Linked DNA regions of Mus musculus: regions 2 and 3 are each linked to region 1. The links are chromatin contacts, called in public promoter capture Hi-C maps. All regions are on one chromosome and are shown on one strand. Each heading gives the region's core, a stretch centred on a gene start, on an enhancer-like site or on the middle of the called end of the contact. The rest is flanking DNA. Distances are from core to core; before and after follow the strand shown.

Region 1 (3,120 bases), core at 614-3,113:
ATTCTGATTTCTCCATGTATGTGAGACTGTACGCAGGCAGTCAAGCATGGCAGCAAGGGCCTTTACCCACTGTGTCACCCAATCAGTTCTACAGAGCTCTCTCTCTCTCTCTCTCTCTCTCTCTCTCTCTCTCTCTCTCTCTCTCTCTCTCTTTTCTTCTTCTTCTTCTTCTTCTTCTTCTTCTTCTTCTTCTTCTTTCTCCTCCTCCTCTTCCTCCTCCTTCTTCTTCTTTTTTTTTTTTTTTTGGCTTTTCAAGATAGGGTTTCTCTGTGTAGCCCTGGCTGTCCTGGAACTCACTCTGTAGACCAGGCTAGCCTCAAACTCAGAAATCCACCTGTCTCTGCCTCCCAAGTGCTGGGATTAAAGGTGTGCACCACCACTGCCCAGCCAGATCTACTCTCTTAATTGTGTTGTAGTAAAATTGCTGTTCTCTATATAACCATGGGATGATTAGGGATCATCAGGGTACAAGCACCCCAAACGATATGTCTCTGTGGAAAATGAGAATTGACTGTCAGAATACATATCCATCCCTTTCTTTCAATCCTACATCCTAGGTTTTGGGCTATGCCTTTCTGATTTCCCACATTCATTATTTTAACATTGCCCTCAGTAGCCTCTTTAGTCTCTCATTACCATAGAAAACCAGTGTGTGGCAAGAAGAGTCCTTTTGTTTGTTTGGCGTGGTGATTTACTTATGCTTAGTGCAAGGTGTGGTACTCTCAGGAGGTATGGCATTGTTGGAGGAGGTTTGCCACTGTGGATGTAGGACTTTGAAGAGATCTATATCTACTCAAGCTCTGCCCAGAGTGAGACAAGCAGTCTCTCCTTACTGCCTTCAAATTGGCTTGCTGAACTCTCAGCTCCTTCTCCAGCACTATGTCTGCCTGGATGCTGCTATAATGATAATGAACTGAACCCCTGAAAATTTAAGCCAGCTACAAGTGATATTTTCCTTTATAAAAGTTGCCTCAGTCATGGCATCTTTTCACAGTAATGGGTACACTAAGACAGTTTGGTTTTAGTCTTTTGAGACAGGGTTTCTTTGTGTAGTCTTGGCCATCCTAGAACTAGCTCTGTAGACCAGACTGGCTTTGAACTCACAGTGATCTACCTCTGGGATTAAAGGCATGTGCCTCAACTGCTGGACTAAGAACTGTCTTTCTTGAGCTGCATTCAGTGGCAAAGACCTTTGATCCTAACACTTAGGAGGCAGTGTCAAGCTGATGTCAGATCATGACCAGCTTGGTCTATAGGAAAAGTTCCAAGGCAGCCAGGACTACACAGAAAAACCCTATCTCAGAAAGAAATAATTGTCTTTCTTACCTGTCTCAGTCCTACTTCAGCTCCAAATTATCAGCTGAACTAAATCTACGCTCATTGATCTTAATTTCTAGCATCTTCTTTATTTGCCACACCCCACACTGTTTTTTAAATAATTCATTCGTGAAGCAAAATTTAAAGTAGATGACTGTTAACACAACGATTAACTATATGCACGGAGGGTGGCTTATAGTGGGGGATCAGCCAGACTTTGCATCCTATTCAAAACTCTTAAGCAGTACTATGTGTAGCGGCCTTAAAGCAGAGTTGGATAATAGTATTAGCGTCCCAAAATAAGGCTTTATATCATATTTTGTATTATCACTACTGACATGTTAAACAGAGACCCTGTAGCCTGTAAAATCTACAGAAGTAAGGAATTTCGTATGCTAAGGTAGTTGTTGCTAACGCACTTTCAACAGACTGGCTGTCACAAGTCTCTCTCAAAGAACTACAAGGCCCAGAGGGCCGTTCGGTCAGAGCGCCTGCGCAGTGAGCATTTTTCCATTGTGTTCCTCGTTCCCGGGCAAGACTCGCCCGGCGACGTTGTGGCCTGCGCAGGAAGAAGCGGAAGAAGATGGCGCTCACCAGGTGGGTTGTTGATTTGGGTCCTCGATACGGAAGGGTCTGGAGTACACATCTTTTCCTTTCTGCCCGTACTGTTCGGGCTGTGACCTGGCCTGAGGCGCAGAAGTAACTTAGTCAAAACCGTGGCTGGAACCTCTCTCGGGCTTCCTCCGCGACTAGGCCGCGCCGAAGCCGGGGTCTTTCCTTCGGGGCTTCCCGGGTTGAGTTCGCCCCCCCCTGTTCCGAGAGCCCTGACATGGCCTCGCCGCGAGGACCTCACATGTGCTTCGCGTAAGCGGCGCGGTAGATTGACGAGCGCCTTGTGGACTGCGGGCTGAGATGGTTGCACTGCGAAGCCGCGGCTTATTTAACCCCGCTAAGCAAAGCTCGCCCGTCTCGTGGGAGGCTTTCCAGCCGCTTGTATGTTTTGTGCTTCTCATTTTCTCCTGCTACTCTCTCTCTCCCGAAACAAAGATTTTTGCAAAAAAAAAAAAAAAAACAAAACAAAAAAACAAAGAGTTGGGAACGTCCGAGAACCGACCAAGTTTTTTTTTAATTGACAGCAGTAGGGGCTGCTGTTGACTAAATGCGCGCCGCTCCACCTTTTAACTTTGGATCTTAGAATTTCTTTTGTACATAGAACCACCTCCGGCTTTTGCTGTTCCTGGTTGCCCTGGTTACTGTATGTAAAGTGTTTCCAACCTTTAAGGAAAAGAAAATGCTAAGTGGGAGACTTCCAAAAAGTTATGTAACTCCCAACTGCTGTAAGTGGAAAAACTTTCCATGCAAACTCAGCTGGAAAAGTCTGATTTTAAAGAAGGTATTCACTTTAGGGCCTTGGATTGTACCTGTTAAACCCACTTCTCATATTTTTTCCTGGCTCATAACAATATGAATCCTAAGAATATTTTGGTTATATGAATTAAGGTTTGTTGTCCTGCTTTGCCCTAGAGGTAGTATATGTAGAATGAAAAAAAAATTTTTTTTAAACCGGGAAGATGGACAAGTGGGTACACGGATGAAAATAGTGCAGGCGGGAGGATCTCAGAGTTCCAAGGCCAATCAGGTCTGTATAGGTAGTTTAAGGCCAGGATTTAAAAACAAAAACAGAATAACACTGACCTGGTTAGCTTTAACTGTCTGCTTAACACCTGGTCAAAAGATATCAGGTGAAAAAATTGCCTAGAACAGATTGGCTTATGGACATGTCTGGAAAGGATTGTTTTTCTT
Region 2 (2,887 bases), core at 3-2,502, 270 kb after region 1:
TTGTCCTTACTTGGCTCTATTAATGTGTCCTTTAATTTAGACCTTTCACTTGATTTTCTCAGCTTGTGCTTTTGAGCTGATGGTTTCCGGTCCCCTAATGGTTCTGGAACTTTCTCCTTAATGGACTCTTCTTGTGTCTCCTCTTGGTCATCTAGTAGTTCTACAGTAATCTGTTCTAGCATCTCTGGAAATTTTTCATCAAAAGAGCTTTTTTGTGCTTTCTTTGAAGCCTTTAATGGTCTCTTTTGTGAGAGTTCTAGACTTGCTTCATCAATGGGTCTTCTTGATTCTTCTTCAAAATCCTCCAGTGGCCCTGAGACTTTCTTTTTAGTTGACTGTCTTAGTTTTTTGTCTGGGAACTTAGTCTGCTCAGGTTGCTCTGTGCCTGACTGCTCTGTGGACTTGAAGTGAGGTTTGAGATCTGCTTCCTCAGTAGACTTCCTTAGCTTCCGGTCTGGGAACTTAGGTTTAGTTACCTCATATGGCTCTGTACTTTTTTCTTTAATTGACTCTTTTTGTTTCTTTTCCGATTTGGTCATCTTGGATGGAGGTAGAGCTTCCTCTTCAACTGATTTTCTTAGTTTTTCACTTCGAATATCTGGTGTCTTCTGCTCTGGATCTATTTTTGTTGGTAGCTGTGTACCTGTTCTTGTAGGTGGTCCTTTGAACACACCTACTGAAACGTCCTGTCGTTGTAGGTCTGGCACCTCATGATTTTTACCTACGGGCACCAAATCCCCCTTGCGTGTCCTGGTTGGCTCTAGTGGCACATTTCCTACATTTCCTGGGTCTCGGTCAGTATTTGGGGACAGCTTAGAGCTTACCTCAAACAAGGTGTCTGCGTTAGCATTATGTAATTTACCAGATTTGGTTCTTTTAGGCTGCAGACTCAGACTCTCATCGGAGTCAGAATTATAATCTCCTGAGACTTCAGACATGTCAGTCGATGCGCCCAAGGCCTCCTAGCAACCTCAACTTCCGACAGCGTCTCTATGGATACCACGATTTCCGGCGGGGTTTTCCAGACTCTTCCCGAGATTTTGTCGATCCTTCCAAGTGCGGACTGTAAAAACCGGCGACCGAAAAAGCACGCCCCCCCCCCCCCCCGCCCCTCTCACGTGTCAGGCCAGCGCTACCCTCTGCCGCCCAGCCGCTCCTTCCGGCCCGTGGCTCGCTTCGGCTCCGCTCGGCTCTCCTCTGCCGCGCTCGCTTCGCCTTCGGCTGTTTCCGGAGCCGCAAGCCGCTGGCTGCGGAGCCGCTCCCGGCGCGGGCTGCAGATGTCGGACCGGCAGGCAGCTGAGGGGCCGGCCTTCTGGAGCCCCGCAGCTCGCCGAGGGTCGGCGGGCGGCGTCGGGGACCGACGGGGAGTGGAGGAGAGCCAGGCGGCCGCCTCAGGTACGCAAGGCCCCGGGCGCTGCAAGGGTGGGTGCCTCTGGGCTCGGGGCCGCGCACCTCGGGCGACCGGGGTCCCCACCGTCACGGGGCCCGCGGCTGCGCTCGAGGTCGTTTTCTACGCGGTTTGGAAATGCCCTGGTTCCAGTCCCGCTCCCTTTCTCGGAGCACCCGGCTTGGCAGTCCGGCTCCTTCCGCCGCGCCTCTTTGGCTTCAGTCGGGGTCCGCATCCCACCTCCATTCCCGCCGCTCTCACCCCTGCCCCTGTCTTTGGCTCTCCGCGCGACCCCACCTGCCTTTCCGCGCGCTCCTGCCGGCGTCTGCTGGGGCGCCCGCCTTCCTCTCAGAACCCCGCTTTGCCCTAGCGTAGGCCCCCGCGCCCAACCTCCGTCCCTTGCATCCTTGAGAGTGGGAGAGATGGAAAGCAGCCAGAATAAGGAGGCTTTGAGGTCTCGAAGGAGCCTGATAGTGAAAGCAAAGGCAGGAACTAGAGGCTGCAGTAGAAATTTTGGTGATGTCTCTCGTTCTCCGAGATCCACCCCTCCTCTTGCTTGGGCCGGTGTCTCCATTTCAGACCACACAAGTTCCTTCGTGTGATTTTACTTAAGTGTCCAAAAGCTATAGGCACAGTCTATCGCGCTGTTACCTTTCAGCCTTGTGACCATCACAGGGGCGTGCGACTAAAAGGATACTTTAGAGGGGAGAGATCTGGTCACACTAAGTGCAAGTGATTGGTTTTATCGAGATCTCAAAGTAGCTGTCACAGTGACTGAGGTACTGCTGTGGATTCCTGATGCTTAGTTGGAATGTGAATCCTCACTTTTAGTGCCCTTGGACAATTGGTTAAACTTCTCTAAACATGTCTGAGTTTCCTCTTGTATAAGATGTGGGTTCTAAAAGTACCTGTGCCTTACAGCATCGGTGGGAGGATCGTGAGCCACTGTGACTAAAGTACTTGATGTGCAACCCAAGATGCCCGCTGTACAAAGCAATTGGAGGAGATTAAAGTCTGATTTAGTACAACTAAATTACTAGAAAAGGTATTCCTGGTTGCTATCTTTCAACATAGTGGCTTTTCTCCATGCCCCTGGTGTGTGGTGCTGCACGAGCACCCCTCCCCCCCCAGCTGTGAATCACGGACAATATTTTTATTGAAAACATCCTAATACATTTTGTCTTTTCTATTTTTAAGGGTTTTTTTTTTGTGCTCTGTGGTAAACAATGCTAACATATATTTGATATTATGGTAATAAAAATTCTAATTAGGGTGGGATGTAGTTAAGCGGTAGAGTTCATTTTCGAGGCCCTGGGTTAGTCCCTAGTGCTACCAAGAAAGAAAAGGGGAAAAAAATTAAGTGTACTTTCTGAAAGATTATAAAGATTAAACATATAAGCCCTTATACAGGTATATGTTTTATAAGCACCTGTCCCTTATATGTGCCAATAATTATAAATTACATACACATTAACTTGTCTTTCATTTTCTCACTTTGTG
Region 3 (3,086 bases), core at 304-2,803, 320 kb after region 1:
TGGCTGAGGTGGGCGCGACACCCCATGGCCCTTCAGCAGGAAACAGAATTTTTTTTTTTTTGGCTTTTTCGAGACAGGGTTTCTCTGTATAGCCCCGGCTGTCCTGGAACTCACTTTGTAGATCAGGCTGGCCTCGAACTCAGAAATCCGCTTGCCTCTACCTCCCGAGTGCTGGGATTAAAGGCATGCATCACCATCACCCAGCTGGAATCTTACCCTACATCTATTATTATTTTTTTTTCTTATATATCATTTTAGTTTCTTTTCCTGCTGCTATGATAAAATGCCCCAACAAAGGCAGTCTAAAGAAGAGTGGTTTATTTTGGCTTATAATTCAAGATGTAGTAAGTCACCTGGGGTGGGGGTGGGGTGGGGTTTGGGGGAAGAGCAGCCTGAAACAGCTGGTAAGTAACCTATGCATCCACAGCATGAAACAGAACAATGCTGTGTGTTGGTGCTTGGCTGACTTCCCCCTTATTATGGGCCCAGCCAGACCCAACCCAGGGAATGGTGTCACTCTCCCACATCAGTTAACCTGATAAAGACAATCCTAACCCTCTCTGCAGAGCATCTGGAGGCTTGTCTCCTATGTGCTTTTAGATAAACAGGGAGAGAAATCACAGCTAAGCACTAACAGCAAACCACCTGGCGATTTTTGCACTTGAACAGCTACTTTTTAATATCAAGTAGAATGTCCGTTTAATTAGCACCGGGAAGGATCATGTTTCCAACTCAAACATGCATTCTGGCGACTTTAAATTTGCAGTTTTTCTGTTGTGGGAGACTCGGCCCATGCTAGGAGCTACGTCAGAGTTGCGTACATCCCTAGCTGTTTTTATACCATTTCTTACATGATTAAAATCCTGAAAAATCACATCTGTATGTGGAAAATCTATATTAACCGGATGCAATGTCCTTTGCATCTAATGTGCCGCCTTCCTACATATCGGCCCTCCTAAGAGACTCAATTTTAAGTCTCTTATAAAACACACTCGCAGCTCCATTCCAGCAATGGCTTAAATACAAATGGCTCTAGGGTGGACTAAAGAAGTTCGACTTAAACCCTGGACGCTCCATATGCCACAGCCTGGAATCCCAGCACTTGGAAGGCGGGGGCGGGAGAGTCAAAGTTCAAAGTCAGGTTGGGCTGCACAGCAAGATCGTTTCTTAGAGCCAAACCGACAAAACTAGAAACCTGAGCAGATACTACAAGTGATTATTAACGTCGTTAAAGAGTCACATCTTTCCCCCTTGCCTTTGGTGCATGCCTGGACCACCAGGTCCCCTGAGAGACATACGAAGGGCGCCGCGAAACTGCAAAGTAGGGAACCATGTTTGAAAGCCCTAGAAGAGGTCTGTCTACCCGAAGCAGGGAAAAGCGCGATTGGACGCCCCTCAAAAGCTTCCAAGTTTAGCCTTCCCGGCCCAATCTACCACCACCATAAGGTTCAGCGGCCAGCGCGCAGGTGTAGAGTGAGCGGGCGCCGAGGTGCACGCCGGGAGTCGTTGTGGCGCCACGCGAAGAAGCGAGCTCTCAGCCCCGCCCCCCCCCACAGCTCTTCTCCGCGTTTCTCAGGAGAGACCCTCATCCCCGGACGTGGGGCACAGACCTTCCCGGCTTGCATCTCGCCCGGTCGGCCGGCCAAGAAAGTCAGCTCTCGGGACTAGAAGATGACTGAGGCCTAGCGGGGTCCAGAGAGCGAAGGTTGGACTAGATGGCCTCCCTCCTTCGGGCTGGCCCCGCCCCCGCCCCCTGAGCTGCTGGGAGTTGTAGTTCATGAGCCGACTCGAGTTTGTCAGTCCTTGGTTTCCCTCCGCCTCCCGCAATGCTCTACGCCTCAGGCCGCCTCTTAGCTGCCCGGGCGGCCACCACACTTTCCGCCCCGCCCAGAGCCCGGGGCCCGGCGCTCCGCGGCAAACGGAGGGAACTACAAATCCCATGGCACCTCGAGACGCCTTCTTATGACCCCTTGACGGGGCAGCGGACAAGACCCGGCGTGCCTCCGGCCCGGAGGGTGATCCTTCGGAAGGGGAGGATGCCGCCGGCCATAGGCGGTGGCCTAGCGGGCTCCGAGCTGCGTCCCCGTAGGGGCCGCTGTGTGCCGCAGGCTGCCAGAGCCGTGAGCCGAGACGTGGTCCCCCAGGCTGCAGCACGGAAACTTAAACGGCCTGCTTGGAGCTCGCGGCGCTTCCAGGCGGCAGGGTGGTGGGCCACGTTGGCTGTGGTGACGCTGCTGTCCTTTGCCACCCGCTTTCACCGGCTGGACCAGCCTGCTCACATCTGGTAAGTGGCGGAAAGGACTTGGCGGGCACCATGGCAACTGAGAGGGAGTGACGCCACCCTCTGATTGGCTTGAGGGCGCGAAGTGGGCGGGATTCATCGGAGGCACGACAGGTCCTTGGCGGTAGAGAAACTCAGTTGTATTTCGAGGGGAGTAGGGGGTGGCTGGGGAAAGCTTTCCGGTGTGTCAAACCTCGGAGAATAGGTTTGCCCTGGTGGGGGTCCCACACTCGGAGTTTGCAGGAGTTGTCCTCATGTCTTCTAGTCACCTGGCTTTAAAATGGTGATACTCAGAGGTTCTTTGAACTTGGCTGAGAAATTAGTAAATTCGTAGAACATAATTTTCCCAAAGCGTGATTTTCAAAGAAAAAGATTCCTATAGAGTAAGGATAGTTTGGGTATCGGGAGATGGCGGCACAGATTCTGAGCAACAGGTCTGGTGTTATCCTGTGAGAATTATTTTCTAGGCCTTACTTTGTATGATACAGATGGTGGCTTGAGGCTTGGTTCAATTCCATTTCCCAAGCTCACAGAGTTACTTGATCTTTAGCTGGAAGGGATGTTTTATCTTCTCTATATCACCAAACAGAAACTTAGCATAGAAGGTGTCACAAGTGGATCTTACTCAAGAGCAAGCAAACACACTGACAGGGCTGCTCCTATAGGAAACTAATAAATTACTGTGAAGCTAATTAATAAATTAGGTGCATTTTATGACTGTTGGGAGCTGTAACTACTGGGTTAAACACAAAGGCGTAATCACAGGAAGGGGAATGAATATCAGCACCTTTAGAGTTAGGTTCTT

The links. Capture Hi-C pulls out chosen DNA fragments and counts their contacts.
Region 2: a promoter capture Hi-C map of liver shows a contact between it and region 1. The contact joins the promoter of Tmed8 here to the promoter of Snw1 in region 1. A contact is called at or near these places in 1 of 39 promoter capture datasets (pre-B cells), 4 of 484 Hi-C or Micro-C datasets (CD4 T cells, CD8 T cells, LSK cells and 1 more) and 2 of 9 other capture datasets (adipose tissue and liver).
Region 3: a promoter capture Hi-C map of liver shows a contact between it and region 1. The contact joins the promoter of Pomt2 here to the promoter of Snw1 in region 1. A contact is called at or near these places in 6 of 39 promoter capture datasets (the C10 cell line, the HPC-7 cell line, macrophages and 2 more), 3 of 484 Hi-C or Micro-C datasets (CD4 T cells, CD8 T cells and muscle stem cells), 1 of 115 datasets of contacts at active chromatin or transcription factors (trophoblast stem cells) and 2 of 9 other capture datasets (adipose tissue and liver).

The regions. Positions count from the first base shown.
Region 1 is chr12:87,471,042-87,474,161 of GRCm38.p6, reverse strand. It overlaps Snw1 (SNW domain containing 1), which reads left to right and starts at 1,863. Exons shown (of 14, transcript NM_025507.2): 1 at 1,863-1,914. The coding sequence starts at 1,901.
Region 2 is chr12:87,198,594-87,201,480 of GRCm38.p6, reverse strand. It overlaps Tmed8 (transmembrane p24 trafficking protein 8), which reads left to right and starts at 1,252. Exons shown (of 6, transcript NM_001033475.3): 1 at 1,252-1,395. The coding sequence starts at 1,278. Samd15 (sterile alpha motif domain containing 15) reads right to left here and starts at 973. Exons shown (of 4, transcript NM_001290288.2): 1 at 1-973. The coding sequence starts at 938.
Region 3 is chr12:87,146,369-87,149,454 of GRCm38.p6, reverse strand. Pomt2 (protein-O-mannosyltransferase 2) reads left to right here and starts at 1,553. Exons shown (of 21, transcript NM_153415.4): 1 at 1,553-2,284. The coding sequence starts at 1,827. It overlaps Gstz1 (glutathione transferase zeta 1 (maleylacetoacetate isomerase)), which reads right to left and starts at 1,748. Exons shown (of 9, transcript NM_010363.4): 1 at 1,611-1,748. The coding sequence starts at 1,625.